Regions from separate parts of the Zea mays genome. Here region 2 is linked to region 1. A link is a contact called in public Hi-C data. All regions are on one chromosome and are shown on one strand. The core of a region is the stretch at or near the end of the contact, and the rest is flanking DNA. Distances in the headings are between cores, read along the strand shown.

Region 1 (7,759 bases), core at 1,471-3,970:
ATTCTAGTTGCATTAGTATCACAGTAATATTTATTATCATATGGTAACTTTGTTTTTTTTTCATGAAATATAGGTTAAAATGTTGCACTTAGTCTATTTTATATTTAACCACGTGGATCTTCGGAAAACCATAACTTCTTAACAGTAGCTCCGAACTTAGCGATTCTCGAACCCACGATCTCGTAGCAGCGCGTAGACCATTATTACGCAATTTATTCTTATGTTTGGTGTGATGTTAATTTTGCCTATACATGTTTGTCTGTATTGCTACGTTTAGCAGTGAGGTCACGAGAATCTGTAGAGCAAGTTGGTACCTGGAATCTCAAGTCTCAGGCAAGTTGTGCCCTTGTTGATCACTTCTTTTTACCCACTCATGTTCTTATTAATCATAATGATCTGCATAGGTTAATTTTGATGGGACCCAATAGGTTACCCTAGTTTGACTATCTTTATACCTTGTTCACCACTGATTTTTTGGGTAGTACCTGCTATTGCTTTATGTGGTTTTGGGTATAGAGATACACACTATTCATGATTATACTGTTATTATCAGTTGTTATTTACTGTTCATGTTAAGATCATTATGTTAATTGGAACATGGAGAACCACCCGAGAAAACAGTGCTACCACAATGGTGGTATGGGACGCCCTTGGCTGACTAATTAGGAAAGCTAGTGGAGGACTACCTTAACCGAAAGGGGCATAAGCAGTAGGGGAGTGGTCAGTGTAGGGAGGTCCTTCGGTTGATTTTGCTGCGATGGCGGTCAGGCGAGGGATCCCTGCATTGGAGCTTCCTAGAAACTGTAGCGGGTTTTCTAAAGCTAGTGGAACTTTGTAAAGGCCTCGTAGTGTTACCTGCCTCGCCTCCTCGGTACAGGTGTATGGGAAGTCGTGATCCCTTGGCAGATGGGTAACATGACTTGTGGGTAAAGATGTGCAACCTCTGCAGAGTGTAAAACTAGTATACTAGCCGTGCTCACGGTCATGAGCAGCTCGGACACTCACATGATTAATTTATGGAACTAAATTCAATTTGCCATATGCATTGCATCGCAGGTGTTGTTATACCTTTTGTTCCACTTACTTAATTGAGTTGGTATTTACTTATACTTAGTAATTGCTAATAAAATTTTGACCAACTTTAAAAGCAATGCTCAGCTCTAAGCATCTTTGATAAGCCTTACACTTCACATGAGCTTCCACCATTGGCGAGTTCATGCACATTATTCCCTATAACTTGGTGAGCGATGAACGTATGTGAGCTCACTCTTGCTGTCTCACACCCCCCACAGGTCAAGAACAGGTATCGCAGGATGAGGAGCATGGAGGATGCTGTGACGAGTTCGTGAGAGGTCTAGACCGACGTCTCCCAGTCAACTTTAAGTTGTTGGACCGTTGTCTCCTTATGATGTAATTATTTATTTATTTTGTACAGAACCCATATTATATAGTAAAGATGTGACATTCGTTTCTGTACCACTATTTATCATATGTGTGAGACTTGGTCCCAGCATACCTGGTGTTTATTTCGCGCCCGAGTTTTGGACCCCTAAAACCCGGGTGTGACACGAGATAACAGGCACAAGGCCTCTTACGAGGCCTTCTTGCCTTCTAGTAGACCCGGAAGATATCTGTCCCCCACAGCTAGGGACCAAGCTTATTGCTCGACATAGGATACGGGTCCTTACATGCTAAGGTATATGATTGGATCTCCCATGCATTCTTCAGAATGCTCTAGTGGCCTGGTGGAAAAATGGCCCCAACAACCGAATCTCTCGCGGCAGGACGAGCTCGAGCGGAGATGCCTCTTAGAGCAGGATGACCCTGGGCAGTATGGTCTTGGCGCCATGTGCACCCATACTTGGGAAGATCATCTCGTATCGGGCAGTTAGAATATGACTTCCATCGATCATATTAAATGTGATACACAACATGGTGGTCAAGGAGGCGCATTGTAGCCACGACGGAGGCCACATGCATATCCGAGGTCAATATGCAATACATGCCACCGTCCAATCATCCAAAACACAAAGTATATCCTATTTTCTCTTTTATCTTACCGTTCATAATGTCTAACAATGTTGTGAATGGTCTTATCGACCCTCGAGCAACCTCTACCTCTACATGCTCTTTTCCAGAGGCTTTCGAGAGTCCACCACATGAAAAAATCGTGTTCAACGTCAGTTGCGTCGATTTGTTGCGACCATGGTTAGAAATAACCATGGGTGGTGTGTGATCTAGGATTGATCTCAGAGTGACATCTGGAAACAAGGAAAGGAAGACACACATCCATTTGACTTTTGTACGCAGACACTTGGTTGGTGATTTTTTTTGATGGCACCATCGATCCTCCATGAAGTTCTGATTAACATCAACGTGATATTGGCATATAACTGACGGAGAGAGATTTGTCAATACACCTACCTCAACATTAGAGTTTAGAATTTTGTATATAGACCCATATTTTATAGATGTACGTAGATGGATCCACGAATTATAAGGCTAATGGACATTTTTAGCGAGAAGACAATGGATCCTGAATATGTCACTGACGTTTCGGTGTCATGTAATAAAGTGGATCTTATCCGATACAAAACGAGACAGGGCAGGGCAGGTAGTTGGTTGCTGTGCTTAGTGCCTGAGTGGGTGCGCGCACGCATAATAAAAAGTTGTTGGCGCACGGGCACGCCGCCGGTGCACGCTCGCCGCCTGCTCTCTTGTCTGCTCTGCTCAGCTCAGGCGACACGGCGCGCTCCGTGCCGCCCACGAAACCTCATCGGCGTCATCCTCATCAATCCCTGCCTCTGCCGTCCGAGATAACCATGCTCCACGGTCTCTGACTCACCCCTGCATCTTGCCGTGTAGCCTTCTTGTACAGCTTGGACTGGACTAGACTGGAGGTGGAGTGGAGCTTTTCCTTCTCCAAAATCCAAATCACCACATCCCCCCATTAATTTAAGGGGTTTTTATGTCCACCGCCGCCGCCAGCGCCAACTAAACCCGCGACGACGGTCGACCATGGCGTCCTCGCTGCTCTCCTCCCCCGCTAAACCCACCATCACCACCACCACCAAAACGACCCCGGCCCCAAGACCCGCCCGCTCCGCCCATGTCCATGTCCTCTCCGCCGCCCGCTGCCTCCGCCTCCGCCTCCGCGCGTCGTCGCAGCATCCTCCGCCTCCGCCCACCCCGCGGTCGCGGCGGCCGGATTACGTCCCGAACCGCATCGACGACCCCAACTACGTGCGCATCTTCGACACCACGCTGCGCGACGGGGAGCAGTCGCCGGGCGCCACCATGACGAGCGCCCAGAAGCTCGTCGTCGCGCGCCAGCTGGCCCGCCTCGGCGTCGACATCATCGAGGCCGGGTTCCCGGCCTCCTCCCCCGACGACCTCGACGCCGTGCGCTCCATCGCCATCGAGGTCGGCAACCCGGCGCCAGGACCCGCCGGGGAGGAGGACGCCGTCCACGTGCCGGTCATCTGCGGCCTCTCGCGGTGCAACCGGAAGGACATCGACGCCGCGTGGGAGGCCGTGCGCCACGCGCGCCGCCCCCGGATCCACACCTTCATCGCCACCAGCGACATTCACATGCAGCATAAGCTCAGGAAGACGCCCGACCAGGTGGTCGCCATTGCCAGGGAGATGGTGGCCTACGCCCGCAGCCTCGGATGCACTGACGTCGAGTTCAGCCCCGAGGACGCCGGCAGGTATAGTGCTGTTGCCAAATCAGTTGTTATCCTTGCCATCTTCGTTCAATTTTTAGCTGCATTTTACGAATCTGAAGGTCAAAAGGAATGCTGATGGCTTACCTCATGCTGGGACACCTTCAACAGAATTTCATAGTATTTATTTACAAAAACAACGATCCTGTTTTTTGGGGTGCCATGATAAAAAATCACTTCTCCCTCCAGGTCAAATAGAGAGTTCTTGTATCATATTCTAGGGGAAGTCATAAAAGCTGGAGCTACGACTCTCAATATCCCGGACACTGTCGGATACAATCTTCCTTATGAATTTGGAAAGTTGATTGCTGATATAAAGGCAAACACTCCTGGAATTGAAAAGGCTATCATTTCCACTCATTGTCAGAATGACCTTGGTCTTGCGACTGCCAACACACTAGCGGTACTACCTTTTCCTTGTTTATTTATTTATATTTTTTGTGTAATTTATTATCATTGGTCTGATCTTAATGGGGCTACTACTTTGACTTAACTTTAGGGCGCTCGTGCAGGAGCACGGCAGTTAGAGGTTACTATTAATGGTATTGGTGAAAGGGCTGGAAATGCTTCTTTGGAGGAGGTGAGCTGATGTCCTGGTCACATTATCTGCTGACAATACCTTACAAAATAGTCTGATGGGTTTTGGAGAGGAATTTGAATTCGTCTGGTTGGGTGTTTTTACATGTCTAAATATTTCCTGACCTCTGTTTCAGGTTGTCATGGCAATTAAATGCCGCAGAGAACTGTTAGATGGTCTCTATACTGGAATCGATTCCCGACATATCACTTTGACGAGCAAAATGGTACAATAATACTTTCATGTCTTCCTTTTTTCCTTTGGGTCTCTTATACCTATTTCAGATGACTGAAATTCTGGCACAAATTCACTAACTATTCTAGGTGCAAGAGCATAGTGGACTTCACGTGCAGCCACATAAAGCTATTGTTGGTGCCAATGCGTTCGCTCATGAAAGTGGAATTCATCAGGTAAACATATTTTCAGTCTCCTTGCTACCATCAACTTATTGCAATTGTAGTAGTGGTGGCTTGGTTGTTTTAAACAAATAAATAGATATAATGTCCCCTTTTCACTCCATTGGTAGTTTGTTGTCAACTGCCAAAACTTATCTATATAAAAGGGTGGACCCAATGCTAGAGCCTCCCACATGATTGGGGTCTAGCGAAGGGATAAACCAAGGCAAGCCTCCCCCCTGCAAATGCAGAAAGACTACCTCGAACCCAGGCCCCGGTGAATTAGTGAGACAGCTCTCACCACTGCACCATGCATGCCCTTTCAGACTTATCTATATATTGTAATCAATTATCTTCACCATTGTGATGGATCAGCTGTGGTTTCACTCTCCTTCGTCACCGAGCCTCTAAGATACTTAATTTTGATAACTGTTGGTCTCATAGATATTTGATTGAAGACTCCCTTTGGAAATTGGAATGCGGGTTTTATTTTTCATGTTTCCTGTGAAATTTTGCATTCCAAAGGGGATATACTATTCTCCTTAAACTGTGTTTTTTTTAGAGTGGAATAGTTCTTCATGCTCACTTTCATCTTTTGTAGGATGGGATGCTTAAATATAAAGGAACATACGAAATTATATCGCCTGATGATATTGGTCTAACACGTGCAAATGAATTTGGTATTGTTCTTGGGAAACTCAGGTATCATGCAACACACCTATCCCTCTTTACTTCACTTCCTCATATATTCTATTATGATGTCTCTCTAGGAGACTTCTCTCATCTACGTTTTCTGATTCAGTGTTCATGCTCCAACAAAGGAGCCTCAAATGCTTAAAATTTTGAATGCTAGTATATTATGGCTACTATACTGTCATATCTTGGCCTGGGTAGATTGTGTGATATTTTGGCCCAAGGCTTAATAGGATTGATAGAATACTAATATAAATAAGGTGCATCTTCTTTTTCGGAAGCCTATTTCGAAAAAATCTTTGGGTTAAGTGTGCTTGGCCTAGAGAAATCTTAGAATGGGTGACCGACTGAGAAGTCTTCTCGGACGGGGTGCTACAATTGATATCAGAACCGACCCTCACGGTTTCATGGACGTGTGTGAGCTAGGGATTCGGGTATACGGCGCATGACGCATGTGGGCCCAGAGTGGTCACATGACATGGCATATGACGACACTAGACACACAGACGTGGCCAAAAGGGGGAGGTTCTGGCTTAGGGTTGACTGACAAGGACGTCGATCTTCTGTGGATTGTCATATCCTGGCCCGGGTGAATTGTGCAATATCTTAGCCCAAGGCTTAATATTATTGATAGAATACTCATACAAATAAGATTCATCTTCTTTTCGAAAGCCTATCTCGAAGGAACCTCTGGGTTAAGCGTGCTTGGCCCAAAGCAATCTTAGGATGGGTGACCAACCGGAAAGTCTTCTCAAATTGCGTATGAGTGAGGGCAAAGTGCGCATAGAAGACTCGTGTGTTGGTCTGTGGAGATGGTCTATGGCCCTAGAGGGCTGACAGGAGTAAGTACCGGCGGTCCGGTAGTGGACGAGGTGTTACATATACTATGTAGGCATTAGCTGTTGGTGACACATGTACAGCTAGTGTTACAAAAGTATTGGTGGTAGTAGGGTATGATGTAAAGCATTAGACTTCAGTCACAACATAAATCCGATATCATTATGCTATGACATACTATATTCTTGAACTGGAAGCTTGATTTTTTTTCATGGAAGAAATTTCTGATCAAATATATGATCTAATTTATTATGATTACGCTTCTAAAATCATTATATTAGTTCAACTGAATATTATGTGTTCAACACAATTAGGCAGGGGCATACATCAGTAAATTAGATCAAATTTGAGAATCTCATCCATACTAATGTTTTCTGTTCTTGCTTTTTAGCGGAAGGCATGCTGTGAGATCTAAGCTAGTAGAGGTAAAGCTTAGATGTTTTGGGGGTCTTCTGTTCAAGTTTTCTTTCGATTCCTGTTCTTATTGTTTTCCAATGTGATCTTCATTGTTCAAACTGTAGCTTGGATATGAAATCGGTGACAAGGAATTTGAGGACTTCTTTAAACGCTACAAAGAGGTTGCAGAGAAGAAAAAGGTGACTCTTTTCTAAAGCATGCTTACACTATTTCTTATGTGACCTTCCTTTTTGGGCCATGTCACCTTTTTATTACCCAATGTTATCTCCACCATATTATTGTAATCTTTCAAAAATTGCATGCATTGATTAATAGCTTCCACATTGCTTTTTAGGCCATGTCACCTTTTTCCTGTACATTTTTTTAACGATTACATTTTCCTTGGAGAGCTGCTTGCTTCCATGTTCTGTTTTATTCGTCAAACTTATATTATAACACATTAACATGTACATTCTCTACACATGGAAACTAACCCAATTTGTTCACAATTTATAGCGCGTAACTGATGAAGACTTAGAAGCGTTATTGTCAGATGAGATATTCCAGCCTAAGGTTATTTGGTCCCTTGCTGATGTACAGGTATTGTTGAGCTGCAGTTTACTAAACTTTGGTTAGCAGGAACGTGATATGCTAAGCTTAAAATATGATTCATCCTTTTGCAGGCAACATGTGGTACACTTGCTTTATCTACGGCAACAGTGAAATTGGTAGCACCAGATGGAGAGGAGAAAATAGCATGTTCAGTCGGAACAGGTCCAGTCGATGCAGCTTACAAGGCTGTTGACAAAATAATCCAGGTTTGTTGGCACCACACTTTTAATCTTTCTTGCACTGGTACACTACTTCTAAGTTCTAACAATGGAATATGAATGATGTTTTTTGGTATTTTTCTTGCACTGGTACACTACTTCAAACCTGAACGAATATGAATGTTGTATTTTCTTTTAATATTAGAAGTACTTGTTTTTCTTGATAAGGACTAGAAATACTTGTATCAGGGTGAACCTCTGACTGTATTATCATCATGATAACCCACAGCTTTTTCTAGGGTCTGCATGAAATTTATCACAAGCAGATGAATTTCAAGAGACGATACACTGGCTTGATGTTAAAAA
Region 2 (7,759 bases), core at 3,403-5,902, 90 kb before region 1:
CTTGGGGTCGCAGATGTTCTTCTAGGTCTGTGGTATCTACTATCGCCTCTGCCACTTGAGGCATAACTGGCCAGGGCATCACTGATCGAGGAGCTCTTGAAAATGCTCAGACTTGTGCTTGACCATACTACGCTTAATTAGATCATGTGTACCTGACTTATGCATGGGATCATACTTCCCGATGTGCTAGGGCACTAGGTGGGACTGTTTTGCATCTCGAGGGGGTAGGCCCACTACCACTCCCCACAATGACATAGATCTCCCCGGGACCTTATGTTTTTTCTTCTTATTTTGAGGTTTGGCCTAGGAGCGTCCACATCTAGAAGCCACAACTATGTCTCATGGGGGCGTGTCACGCTCTTCAATTGGTGTTTTGAGCATAATTGTTAGCCATAGAGAGCAGCTCTTAGACGTCTTGGATGTTGTGGGCGTGGCGAGTGTCTCGAGCGTTTTCTCATCCTAGATGCTTTATTGGAAAGCGATGGACACTGCTAAGATGTGAGGAATGGTGTTTCTACCCTAGCAAAAGCACTAGATTAAGATATGTAGAGACTCACTAGGCTACTGATGAATGTTGTGGTAGTCAGACTCCAGACTAGGGCAGGAGTAGGTGCTCTCAAAGTTGGACACGAATGGCTGATAAAGCTCTTCCCAAGATGAAATGGAGGCCTTAGGCAAGTTCATGAGCTATGACTAGACAGAGCTGATCGAGGCCACGTGGAAATAGTTTGCCATCACTTCTTCATTGCCTCTAGTGGCGAGGATGGCACTAGCCTAGGTCTAAAGAAACTTAGTGGGATTCATGGTCCCATCTTACTTCTTCAAAATGTGGAGGCAAAACTTCTACAAGCAAAGCTGCCCGCCGAAGCTTATAGGTGAGCACCATGCAGTTGACACAAAATAGACAACCATCATACCTTGTGTGTGTCACTAGTGACATTGAGCCGAGAGGGTGTATCTACTCATGTGCTCTCTATTCACGGAGGCATCCATGCATACCCTAGGCGCTGTGGGCCACCCAAGTTGATGACATAGTATACAAGGCTAATGCTAAGGAGGCAAGGCCCCGCACCATGGATTAGTATATGTAGGGGTGAGCCCTGAGGCCCAAACCATAGTTGGTTCCCTGCAGCACACAAATGGCACATCATGCCTTTTGCAGGTTTTTTAAAAGTAAGGGTGTACAAGGTGAAATGGGACAAGACTAACCCTAATGGCGGCTATGAACCTAGCAACATCTTGTCACCATTATTCAACGACCACTTCTTGGGCTTCAAGAGTCAATGGGTTATGGAGAAGGACCTCCACAATATTGAGGGGACTCACAATGTCATTAGTGCCAAAATTGAAGCACCAATGAGCTTGTTAGGATGATCATTATTAGGAGGAACCTTCATGCTTGGAGCTTGCATCACCCTGATCTTGATGCAAGTTTGTGGAGTGACACGCGGTGAGTTGTCACTTCCTCCATTGTCCACGGAGGCAAAGTGTGTGATGGCCCAAGAGTGTGGCACACTCTAGAAGGGGCATGGGCCAAAGCAAGGATTGTGAGAATAGCTCCAAGTGTCCCTACTAAAGCATGGCCCTTGTTGGAGGAGACAATGGGCAAGTTAGCACATAGTTCTAACACCACCAGTGTCATAGTTGACGGCCAAAGCTATTGGAGCAGGTGTCCAAGGTGTCTGCTTTGGACGACGGGCATACCGGTGACACCATGATCACACCACACAACAAAAACACTCTAAATCCAATAAGAAAATAGCACCATGCCCCTACTTGGCACACCAAATGTCATCATAGTATGACATTAGATACAGAAGGTACCCAAAAAGATGTCTGTTAAACTTTGGTGCAATGATTACCAGTATGAGGTAGAGAGGTTTGGGTCAAACTATATGTAACCTTAACCATCTTTTATGTAATACAATGATTAACACAAATGCGAAGAAAATCACAAGCTCGAGTATCAAGTGAATGCCATGACCAACGAGCTCTCCCTTTCCACTTTGGTTTTTGTGAGAGTTTTGGCCTAATGGTCCTTAGTTCACCTTTATGCCTCCTCTATGAAGACTAAGAATCCTAGTCTAGGATCTAGTTCTGACTATGACCTCTAACCCCTTCTATGTTGCTATGCTCTACTTTTTATAGATCAAGAGAGGAGAGAGTATTACACATCGGTCAGGCCATCAGTCATAGCCAGATGTGGCCCAGCAGCTCCAGCCTTATCATGGTTGTGGAGTCGTACATAGCATTTGATTAATTATCTTTATGCTTGTGTCTCCATCTTAAGTCATTTGAATAATTATAAAACAATATGAATTTCAAAATAATTATTTTTCAAAATAGAAATTAATATCTCTTAGAGTACTATAACTTTGGTTTGGTTATTTCTCCATCCATGACACTTAAAAAATGAAGTTCAAAATCTTAAAAAACAAAATAAATGATTTCAAATGATAAAAGTCATCAACTACAAAGTTATTACTAATCTCTTGGACTAAAATACAACTTTGGTTTATGTTGTTTCTCCATCCATGGCATGTGTTAATAAAACTAAGTGTATCCTAAAACCAAATTAAAATGGTTTATGCTGCAGTGAAATCATCGGAAAAGGCACAAACAGTCATCTTGGTTCTAGCTCATATGAAGACTAATCACGAACCTAAATCAAATATAGATTAGGAGAGACGTGAGATCACTCTGAACAATCTATACCACCATATAATCCACCGGTTTAAACTTTGTAAAACCAATATAATCCACCAGTTTAAACTTTGTAAAACCAATCCAACTAAGTCATCTACACAACTATAACATCCACTAAATTCACCAAACAAATTACACTGAAACTTAACATTATCAAAATATGCAGTTCAGATCGTTAGATAACCCTCCCCTTTAACTACTCAAATCCAATAGACAATCCATCCCTCCCTCCGCATCCCCCTCCCCGGCGTCCTCGCCGCCCTCTTACCCTCATTCGCGCATGAGAGAGAGAGAGAGAGAGCTCCAATGTACGCTGCTTTCATCTGGATTTTGTTATTACTGAAGTAGATTCCCCTCGTAACTACGAGGGGCCTATCCTCCATGCGTCTCTGCAGTTCGTTACTGCAGCAGATTCCTACGACAGCAAATTAACAAGCATGCATGGCAATGTCGTGCGTGTGACTGTCGACTCAGGGCTCACATTGCTTGCGCCGTCGTCGCATGCAGTGCAGGCCGGCCGCCGGACGTGCATACCTACAGTAGAACGGCCATGCATGCATATCTATATATAGATGACCAACACGTATGCTGGCCGCAGCTCGGTCCGTCCATCTATCGCTAGGGTCGTCACGGACTGTGGGTCTGTGGCCAACATTGCAGGGCAACTGTGTTCGTCCTGCATGCCCTTGCTTGGGGATTATATTGCACACTGTGTACGTACGTCTCGACGACAGAGCTTGTCCCTATGCGTCTCTCCGTCGATACGGTCGCTAGCTAGCTAGAGTAATAACCAGCTGTGTACAAGAGGTCGTCGTTGCTGATCCCACATCATTTCATGCAACAGTTTGGGCATTTGTCGGATGCAGAACATTATTAATAATGGTGTCTGATTTTTGCAATATATATTGAACAAATACGCAATACTGTTTTCTAGAGTACTTTGGTTTTTAGATAATGATTATTGCATGCAACAACCTTACTACTACTCCGTCCATTCATAAATATACGATACCTTTGACTTTTTTAAAAAAAAAACTTGATCACTCGTCTTATTTTAAAAAATGCGTTATCATTTTTTTATTTGTTTTATCACTTAAGATAGTTTATGCTTGACTTAAAAATTTATATTTTTGAATAAATATTTTAAATAAGACGAGTGACCAAAGTTTTAAAAAATTCAACGGTGACATATATTTATGAATAGAGGTAGTATTATATAACCAACCACCGCAGCCAGGGCAACTCTACCCATAGCTATTATTGGAAAATATCTGGTGCATATGAACCTTTGGTATACATATGGATACATGAACTAACAAAGTTCACAAAAAACATAAACTTTTGAATTTAAAAAAAAATGAATTTGAAATTTTGTATATAATAGGAGTAGGATGGGAAGAATATGTATGAATTTTTTTCTGAATTATTTATAAACTTTGTTAGTTCATTTATGCCATATATGCACCAAATATATTCATGTGTACCGGAAATGTTCCCTTGATGATTTGTCTCTGTTCCTCCATCCCTTCAAGTCTTCGTCTTTTGTCCACGTACGTTTGGGGTACCACACCACCATTCCTACCTGCAGCATATATAGATAGATCCATGCAGACAACAATAGGAGCGCATGGGCACGGATGTTTCAATATCTGTACCGGTTTCTATTGCTTGTATAGTGTTCTTATATATCTCTATGAATTGCAACCGGCTTTAAACCGAAGCGAACTAAGTCTTCCATTATATATTAGTCTTGTTCATTCATGTAATCATGCATGCTCATCAGTAGTAGCTGCATGCGGAGGGACTGCAAGCGTGCGCATCTTTTTCCCCCTTTCTTCGCGTCGTCGTTTGCCGGTTGCAGGTGATAGATATATAGAGATGCCGCAGCACGCAGCGCAGCCAGCAGGTACTGATAGCTGCTCCATGCTAGTCTGCTACTACATGCTGCTGTGTGCCTGCTTGCTAGCGCTTGATTCGATGGAGAGAATCTTTACAGTGATCCAACGTCCCATCCATTATATTCAATGCATTGGTGCTAGTAGCTACGTACTCTCCTCGATCTCCTTCCGGACGGACTGTCTCACGATTGATATGATCATGCACGCAGGAGTATATATTTTATTATCCATCCATATCGATTTGCATGCAACGAGGAGCTAGCGCATGCGAAAGGGATCGGAGGCACACACAGAGAGTCGTAGACTACGACAGAGTACAGACACACAGTGGTAGCATCCCATGCCAATCCCATGCATGCCAGAACACTCATCAGTCGTTGCTCGATCGAGCTCGTCCTATCAGCCTCGTTCTTGCTCCTCTAGCTCGTGTCGTGTCTAGCTCTCTTTTGATAGCGTGTATGCATGTGTGGACTTTAGAGAACAGGAGCGCCGCATGGGCACGGATGCCGCGCGCTAGCTTTTGTTCAAGCTGCAGTACATGGACTCGCAGTGCTTTATTTCCAATTCAGTGGCGACCTACCCAGCCTGTGCCTTATATATATTACCTTCCCAAACTAGTGCAATAACGATCGGTTATTGCAGTTGGAAATAAAGGATTATAGTAACATGCATATCAAGACAACCCCGCCCCGGCCCTCCTGTGTAGCTGATGATGAGAGGCCTTTAATTTCTTTTCTATGTCAGCAGATCGAGCACTGATCGCCCTCCAGCTCCGCCCCGCTGCTCGCTCGCTCCTGAACACTACAAAGCTGCGTGCCTTCTCCTTTCGAAATCTATATATACATGGAGCATGTAACCATTGCCAACAACTATGTTGTTGTTTGTCTTTTCTATTGCTTTTGTTGCTTCTTTGTTGGTCCTGTGAACTTATGATCTACGACTCTAAACATTAGAATGCTGACCTTTGACTATAAACGTACGTGTGGTATCTGTGTGAAGTGAATAGATAACTTCAACTCTATAAATGATTTTGAGTATTTTCAAGTGCCTCAAGGGTATTGGGATGCGGACTAGGAAGGCTTATAAATTCCGTCATGTTTTCTAGGCTGGTCCAGCATAAAAAAGGCACAAAGTGTCATATACTTGGGCTACCAGTAAAGCCCATAGCCCTTATAGGCACCGCTACATGAAAACTAGAAAAAAAAACGTCGTCAGAAACCGACTTTCTTAGGTTAGGAACGTCGCACGTACAATATTTCACGTACTTCAACAACAAAGAACATCGGGACCGACGTTCGGCTAGGACAAAACCAACGTACTTAACGCATTAAGAACGTACAATTGTAACTTACAATTTCTAACTTATTGTGGGAGATAGATATGCCCCAGGTCCTTACAAGCACAGAAATGTTGTTCGGTCTCGCCCGAGGCCAACCTCAAATAGGAGATGCAGTTCCGTCTCGCCCGAGGCCAACCTCAAATAGGAGATGAAGTTCCGTCTCGCCCGAGGCCAACCTCGGACGAGAGATACAGTTCCGTCTCGCCTGAGGCTAGCTCTGGGTGGGAGACATAATTCCATCTCGCCCGAGGCCAGCTCTAGGCAGAAGACACAATTTCGTCTCGCCCGAGGCCAGCTTTGGGCGAGAGGTGCGATTCCGTCTCACCCGAGGCCAAACCTTGGACATGAGACATAGTTTCATCTCGCCCGAGGCCAACCTCGGATAGGAGACATTGTTCCTCCTCGCTCAGACCAACCTCAAGCGAGAGAAGCAGTCACGACTCGCCCGAATCCATCTCTGCGCAGGGGAAGTGTAACGCCCTGAATTTGGGGGTAGAATTTTTTCCTTCTTTTCTCTCACCAAATTCGGGCGTTACTCTCTTTTCTCTTTCCTGTTTCGCTCCTTCTTCCCAATTTCAAACCAGTATAGCGACAGGTGTTCGTGTCATGTATAAACCAAAACCTAAGTGTCATGGGTGTTGCATCATGCCAAAGCACATTTCTTTGTCTGATGTTGAGTGTTCGTCTCGTTCCGTTCCGGATTTCGATTCGCGATTTAATTCCGTTTAGTGGTCGTGCACGTCGTGGGTTTTTGATCCGCGAAGTGGCCCGGCCCAACCCAGCCTGGCCCGGTCTGGCCCAGCCCTGCGCGCCCCTGGTGCCCACACCCCCCCATGCGCCCCTCCTCTCTCTCTCTCTCATTTGGATCTCCCGCGCAACAACCTCCCTCTCCCTCCTCCACCTCTCTCTCCCCGTGGTGCCCTAGGAATTGGAGACGGCGATCACCGGAATTTGGACCCCGAGGTGAGCTCCCCTCCCCTCCCCTTCTCCTCTCTCTCTCTCCCTCTCCCTCCTCTTCTTCCTCCCCTGCGCGCGCCCTCCCTTTCCCCTGCTCGCGCGCGACCCCGCCCGCCCCCTGCCCGCAGCGGCGGCCTGAAAGGGAAATGTGCCCTTGGGCCATTTCTAAGTATTTTGGTGATTTAGTGTCCAACACAAGTGCCTAAGTGTAAAAAGGTGGACAAAGTACAAATCAAGGATAAAGGTATGTTTCTCAGACTTAGTACATTGTTTTATGGACTAATGTATTGTGTCTAAGTGCTGGAAACAGGAAAAATTCAATTGGAAATGTCTTGGCTCGAGCAGCCAAGACTCTGCTGAGTCTGGGAGCACCGGACTGTCCGGTGGTGCACCGGACAGTGTCCGGTGCGCCAGGCTGGCTCGAGCGAAGTGACCGCTCTCGGGAATTCACCGGCGACGTACGACTATAATTCACCGGACTGTCCGGTGAGCCAACGGTCGGCCAGGCCAACGGTCGGCCGCGCGATCTGCGCGGGACACGTGGCCGAGCCAACGGCTAGAAGGGGGCACCGGACTGTCCGGTGTGCACCGGACATGTCCGGTGCGCCAACGGCTCTCAGGCTGCCAACGGTCGACTGCGCCATTTTTGGAAGGAAATCGGGCACCGGATAGTGTCCGGTGTGCACCGGACTGTCCGGTGCGCCAGTCGACAGAAGGCAAGATCAGCCTTCCTAGAATGCTCTCAACAGCTCCTAGCTGCCTTGGGGCTATAAAAGGGACCCCTAGGCGCATGGAGGAGCACACCGAGCATTCCTACAACATTCCTAAGCACCAAGACATCGATTCCGCGCCTTTGATT

What was found. A called contact is a pair of places that touch in the nucleus more often than the background predicts.
Region 2: a contact with region 1 is called in a Hi-C map of ear, with 4 times the contacts expected there. The contact joins the enhancer-like site here to the promoter of LOC100280499 in region 1. A contact is called at or near these places in 3 of 25 Hi-C or Micro-C datasets (ear, leaf and tassel).

The regions. Positions count from the first base shown.
Region 1 is chr10:1,257,379-1,265,137 of Zm-B73-REFERENCE-NAM-5.0, reverse strand. It overlaps LOC100280499 (2-isopropylmalate synthase B), which reads left to right and starts at 2,720. Exons shown (of 12, transcript NM_001367129.1): 1 at 2,720-3,710; 2 at 3,915-4,128; 3 at 4,225-4,305; 4 at 4,439-4,528; 5 at 4,626-4,712; 6 at 5,299-5,399; 7 at 6,619-6,652; 8 at 6,749-6,823; 9 at 7,140-7,223; 10 at 7,307-7,441. The coding sequence starts at 3,019.
Region 2 is chr10:1,349,759-1,357,517 of Zm-B73-REFERENCE-NAM-5.0, reverse strand. No RefSeq gene overlaps it. Among protein-coding and RNA genes, the nearest start is that of LOC103640657, 56 kb to the left of the region's middle. Within about 2 kb of position 4,652, at least 6 of the 20 cell types and tissues checked have an H3K27ac peak or open chromatin away from gene starts, as enhancers often do. A contact at or near this core is called in ear and tassel, where this site is marked.